2 separate regions of the Mus musculus genome follow, and region 1 is linked to region 2. A link is a contact called in public Hi-C data. All regions are on one chromosome and are shown on one strand. The core of a region is the stretch at or near the end of the contact, and the rest is flanking DNA. Distances in the headings are between cores, read along the strand shown.

Region 1 (2,746 bases), core at 185-2,684, 100 kb before region 2:
GCTCCAGAACTAGGACTGAGGGAACTATCCACATAGGATTCATGTATAAAGTGGGTGTTTAAACATCAAAACGTGCCATGCAGTGGCGGTGTACACCTTTGATCCCAGCACTCAGGAGGCAGAGCCAGGTGGATCTCTGAGTTCAAGGTCAGCCTGGTCTACAGAGTGAGTTTATGGACAGCTAAGGCTACACAGAGAAACCCTGTCTTGAAAAACTAAATTTTACAAATAAAAAAATAAAGGAAATGCTTTATTTAGCATGAAGTTTTCAGTATAACAGTGATGTTTCTTTTTTTCTAGACCTCAGTTTAAAAATTCTCCGGGAAGACAAAAAGTGTCCGGGGTCATTACATATTATTAAATGGTAAGTAAATTCTGTAAAATTGCCCATCAAACTTTATTTTCTAAAATCTTTTCCTAAAAAGAGAATACTTTATTAGCCCTCTTTCCTGAAAATTGTAGCAATTATTCAGTATTATTTTAAACTATTGATTTCATTTTAGAAGAAAATAGACTTATATAAAGAAAAAAAAATCCTAACTGCGATTATTCACTATATACCTTTGTGTTTACTACCATTCTGTGCTGGGAAGAGAGAGAACACTTCTGTGCTTCAGAGCTGTGTGTTATTTATAATATTCTATAGATATATGGGAATGGCTTGGGGTTTTAAAAGGTGGTTAAACAGAACGGGCAGAATGATTGTTAATTTATATACTGCAAAATAGAAGTGCAAACTAATTACATACTTGGATTTATTTTTTTGGCTGTTCATATGGGCTAAAGTGACATTGGATATTATTTCTTGACAGGATTCAAGGTTGTTTTGATGCTTTGGAAAAGAGATACGTAAGAATTTTTGAAAATTTACCTCCAAATTAAAGACTCATCTTTACTCCTTAAAAAAGTTTAGACATTTTATTTTGTAGTGTTTAACAGTATAGCAGTGCTTGCTTTTTTATTTGTTAGTCGATTTTCTTTTATTTTGTCTGTGTCGCCTCACTGTTGTCTCCCTTACAACAAATAGAAACGAAAGCTTCGTTTTCCTTTTTATATACGCATATCTTTTTTAACCACAGAATTTCCTCTGAAGTCACTGGACAAGATCCACAGGATGTGGGTTAAGGAAGACAAGAATCTGGTAGTTAGCACGTTGAACATGTTCTAAATAGCGGTGACTCGGTTTGCAGATGGAAAAGAAGAAATAGTTAAATAATGAAGTTTTACTCTATTTTATTTTGTTAATTATAACTCCTGTGTATAACTTTGAACTTTTAAAAGACACAGCCCAGATTTTAAGTGCGTATGCTCTCTCATGCTTCAGTAGACACGAATGAAGAATGTGAAGAATGAAGGCTCAAGGTCTGGCTGAAGAGATGCGATGCACCTGAATGAAACCCCTGCTCCTATGCTTGCTCCATTCCCCCAAGTCTTCACTCGTCAGCTCCACGTTAAGCTGCAGTGAAGAGGCTTGCCATTGTGTCAGTAATGTAGTCACGGAGTCCCTCACTCCTTCCCACCTTGGGTGAACAGTTACTCACATTCATTCCATTTTGACCCAGGGGACAGAGGGATACAAAGATAAGACAGATCAGGGAAGGGCTTAGAGACATGGCAGGAGGTGAGTGTTGCTCATATGAGGGCTAATGATTGCTAGTTATCTACTGGTTCAGCTGTACCTGTTGCTAAATTATTGGTTGTCTGGGGTCTGGGTTGAGAAAGAGACATTGCAGGATGAATTTGGCTTCTCGGCAGCGCAGCGGGATGGATTAGCCTCGGAAGTACTGAACACCTAGGAACTTTTCATAAGTTCTTTATTGTTACACAAAAAAGGCACTTTTAGCAAGACAATTTCCGCATAGCAAAACCTCTTATCTGATGTAGGAGTTGTGTGAAGGCCGATTACCTAAGCAGTTCAGTCAGGAGATTTCCTGGTTCGCCAGGTATGTCTTGGGACTAAGTTATGCAAAAACTCTGAATCCTTCAGAAGGGCAGCTCCAGAGATCTCAGCTAACCTGATCAAGGCCGTCCACGCGTGACAAGACCCTCTTTCACTCCAGAGATCTCAGCTAACAGTCCTGATCAAGGCCATCCACGCGGTGACAAGACCCTGTTTCTTACAAAGAAGAAAGGAGTGGGGGAAGAGGAAGAGGAGGAAGAGGAATAAAAAAGCAGGTCACTGGTGACGCAAGCCTTTAAACTCAGCACTCAGGAAGTAGAGGCAGGTCTCTGTGAGTTTCAGGCCAGTGGGACCTACTGAGTGAGTTCCAGGACTACCAGGACTGTTATATAGAAACCCTGTCTCAAGAAAACCCAAAGAAACAAAGAGTAGTTCAAGTAAAACCAGGTTTCAAGTAGCAAGTGCCCTTGGAAGATGTCCTGTTGAAGAACATGGTCTTACTAGTTATGAAATTCTGGGTACTTCCCCTATTGCCCCTCTCATCTCTCACAATTCCTGCTCGTGAACCACACTACATTCTTTCAGAAACTGAACTCTGATCATGTTATCCTTTATGCCTAAAAATTTCCCAGGAATTTAAAAAAGTGTTCAAAGCTGTTTGCACGATCGAGCAGGCCTGAATGTCCCTATTGATTTTCTAAGACACCCTCCCTCACTCCCATGCTCAGGCTACACGAAGACTCTCTAGGATGCCAGTATCTTCCACATACTGTTCCTCTTGCTCAAAAAGGTCTGTCCAGACCCTATGCATGGCCTGCCTAGCTCCATCTTGTCCTGCCGCTAAAA
Region 2 (2,721 bases), core at 141-2,640:
ACTATGCCCCTTCTTAGAATTGGGAACAAAACACCCATGGAAAGAGTTACAGAGATAAAGTTTGGAGCTGTGACGAAAGGATGGACCATCTAAAGACTGCCATATCCAGGGATCCATCCCATAATCAGCTTCTAAACGCTGATACCATTGCATACACTAGCAAGATTTTGCTGAAAGGACCCAGATATAGCTGTCTCTTGTGAGACAATGCCGGGGCCTAGCAAACACAAAAGTGGATGCTCACAGTCAGCTATTGGATGGATCACAGGGCCCCCAATGGAGGAGCTAGAGAAAGTACCCAAGGAGCTAAAGGGATCTGTAACCCTATAGGTGGAACAACATTATGAACTAACCAGTACCCCAGAGCTCTTAACTCTAGCTGCATATGTATCAAAAGATGGCCTAGTCGGCCATCACTGGAAAGAGAGGCCCACTGGACTTGCAAACTTTATATGCCCCAGTACAGGGGAACGCCAGGGCCAAAAAGTGGAAGTGGGTGGGTAGGGGAGTGGGGGGGGGGGGTATTGGGGACTTTTTGGATAGCATTGGAAATGTAAATGAGGAAAATACCTAATAAAAAAATTAATTCTAAAACAAAAACCAAAAATCAAAAAAAAAGAGGCAAAGCCAGCTGTGGTGGTACACGCCTTTAATCCCAGCTCTCAGAAAGCAGAGGCAGGCAGCCTGGTCTAAAGAGCTAGTTCCAGGATAGCCAGGGCTACACAGAGGAAACCTGGGTCAGGAGAGGTGGTAAGATGGCTCCATGGTTAAGGACACTTGCTGCTCTTGCTGAGGATCTAGCTTCCCGTTTTTAGCACCCCCCACAATGGCTCAAACCATCAGTAATTCCAGTTCCAGGGAATCCAACACCCTCTTGTGACTTTCTGGGGCACCAGGCACACACATAGCACACATACACACATGCAGGCAAAATATTCATATACATAAAATAAATACTAAAGAGTCAAACATTCTGAGTTATCATTTCTTAGCTTTTGCGGTTATTTCTGTTTCACAAGATGAGTCAGGCGGATGCTGGAGTTGGACTATAACTTGGTCTTTTCTAAGTGTGTGTGGGGGTGGGTGCACATGTGGCAGTCAGAGGGCAGCTTGCAGGAGTCGGTTCTCTTCTTGAGGCGAAGCTTCAGGCGGGTAAGCTCGGCAGTAAGTACCATGCATGCTAAAGCCCTCTGGTCCTGGTCTTTCTGCATAGTTTCTGTAATTCTGTGCAGAGGTGAAGTGGATCAGTTCGGGTTCTGATGTGCCTCCTATTTCAGCAGGGCATCTGACTCAGGCGGCCATGTTCCTGGTACAAGTAAATATCCATCCCTGAAGAACCTATGATGGATTGATGGCGGGACAGACACGGGCCCAGCACAATAACGGAACTCTGCTTTGGCCCACTTCTTCTTTCCATATCCACTGCTGTTTGCCAGTGACATAAGGAAACACACACAGCATACACACATGCATCAGACTTTCAGACCGTACAAAATGAGAAGGGATAAATGAATTGTTTGTTGACATATCAAAAGAAGACCTGCCTTCCTTTCAGTTTGAACTATCGCCTTCCTGTAACTGACCAAAAGGTTCACGAGGGGGGTGAGGTGAGAGCGTGCATAAGGGTGCATATTTTTTTCCAGCCATCCAGAAAGTAAGTGTGTGGGTGTACTGGGTATGTGTGTACTTTAAGCTAGTCATAAAATATGGGGTTGCTCCTGTGACTACATATTGTTAGGTCTAAAACGGCCCCCCAAAATGGCAGTGTTGATGACAATGCCCTAAAGAGAAGGACATTGGCTGGGCAAAGAACTTATTGGGCAAACAAAAGCCTAGAGATGGGTCTCTTTTTGCCAGAAACCTCCCTAAATCTGCCCCTCAAACGTCAGCTACCTCAGGCAAGAGTACCTGTTCCCGGTCATTCAGCACAGCTCGTCTCAGTAAACAGCCCCTGAACTGCCCAAGACAGCTTGGTAATCTGATCCCCAATACATTTTTCTGCCCATGCAGTGGTCTAGTTAATTGTTTCACTATGCCCTTTCTTAATTTGGAACCCAAACCTGGGTCCCCCCTTTTTGAACAGTCCTTTTCCTCCTAACTAAAGCAAAGTGCTGATTTGGCCTTCCTGTATGTGGATTACTCACCTCTACTCTGGCTTCTACCTCTCACCATGTTCAACTCCAAATCTTACAGTCCATCTCCTTAGCCATTCCCCTCCCACTGGTAGAGTGGCCACCTACTCTTCTCCCCATCTTGTCTCTTCCTGGCTCCTCAGGCAAGAGTCCTCTGAGAGCTGCCTGCTCTGTCTCTGCTTTTTGTTGGCTTGCGGAACCTCTCTCTCTCTCTCTCTCTCTCTCTCTCTCTCTCTCTCTCTCTCTCTCTCTCTCTCTCTCTCTGGAATTTGCTACCAAGGTCCTGTTGGTGTGTTAGGCAGCTTTTCTAGACAGCTTGCAGGTGTCCTCAAACTGAGACTCTGCCCCTCGACACTTATTCCTTACAGCGTTGTACTTCCTCTGTGCTGTTGATGGAACTCTCCCTCTGGCAGGGCTCTTATTTATGACTCCTTCTCTAAGTGCCCCGGAACTCCTCCTTGTTCTGCCACCCATCTAAGGACATCTCTTTCCTGCCTGCTCTGTCTCTTGCCAACTCTTAGAGCTTCCTCTGTCTTTCTCATGCCTACTGGAGCCTGAACTAGCACAGGCTCTCATTAGACTTGAGGAC

What was found. A called contact is a pair of places that touch in the nucleus more often than the background predicts.
Region 1: a contact with region 2 is called in a Hi-C map of the G1E-ER4 cell line, with 2.5 times the contacts expected there. The contact joins two enhancer-like sites. A contact is called at or near these places in 8 of 39 promoter capture datasets (the C10 cell line, the HPC-7 cell line, cranial neural crest and 5 more), 2 of 15 datasets of contacts at CTCF or cohesin (the NIH/3T3 cell line and pro-B cells), 44 of 484 Hi-C or Micro-C datasets (the 3T3-L1 cell line, 8-cell embryo, the AML12 cell line and 24 more), 10 of 115 datasets of contacts at active chromatin or transcription factors (the 230-238 cell line, the HPC-7 cell line, the NIH/3T3 cell line and 5 more) and 4 of 9 other capture datasets (adipose tissue, bone marrow-derived macrophages, liver and 1 more).

The regions. Positions count from the first base shown.
Region 1 is chr11:4,422,374-4,425,119 of GRCm38.p6, reverse strand. It overlaps Hormad2 (HORMA domain containing 2), which reads left to right. Exons shown (of 11, transcript NM_029458.1): 4 at 301-364; 5 at 813-849. Among named protein-coding and RNA genes, the nearest start is that of Hormad2, 17 kb to the left of the region's middle. Within about 2 kb of position 1,434, at least 69 of the 459 cell types and tissues checked have an H3K27ac peak or open chromatin away from gene starts, as enhancers often do. A contact at or near this core is called in the G1E-ER4 cell line, the HL-1 cell line, Th1 cells and 4 more, where this site is marked.
Region 2 is chr11:4,318,095-4,320,815 of GRCm38.p6, reverse strand. No RefSeq gene overlaps it. Among named protein-coding and RNA genes, the nearest start is that of Gm24803, 4.8 kb to the left of the region's middle. Within about 2 kb of position 1,390, at least 20 of the 459 cell types and tissues checked have an H3K27ac peak or open chromatin away from gene starts, as enhancers often do. A contact at or near this core is called in the G1E-ER4 cell line, the HL-1 cell line, Th1 cells and 4 more, where this site is marked.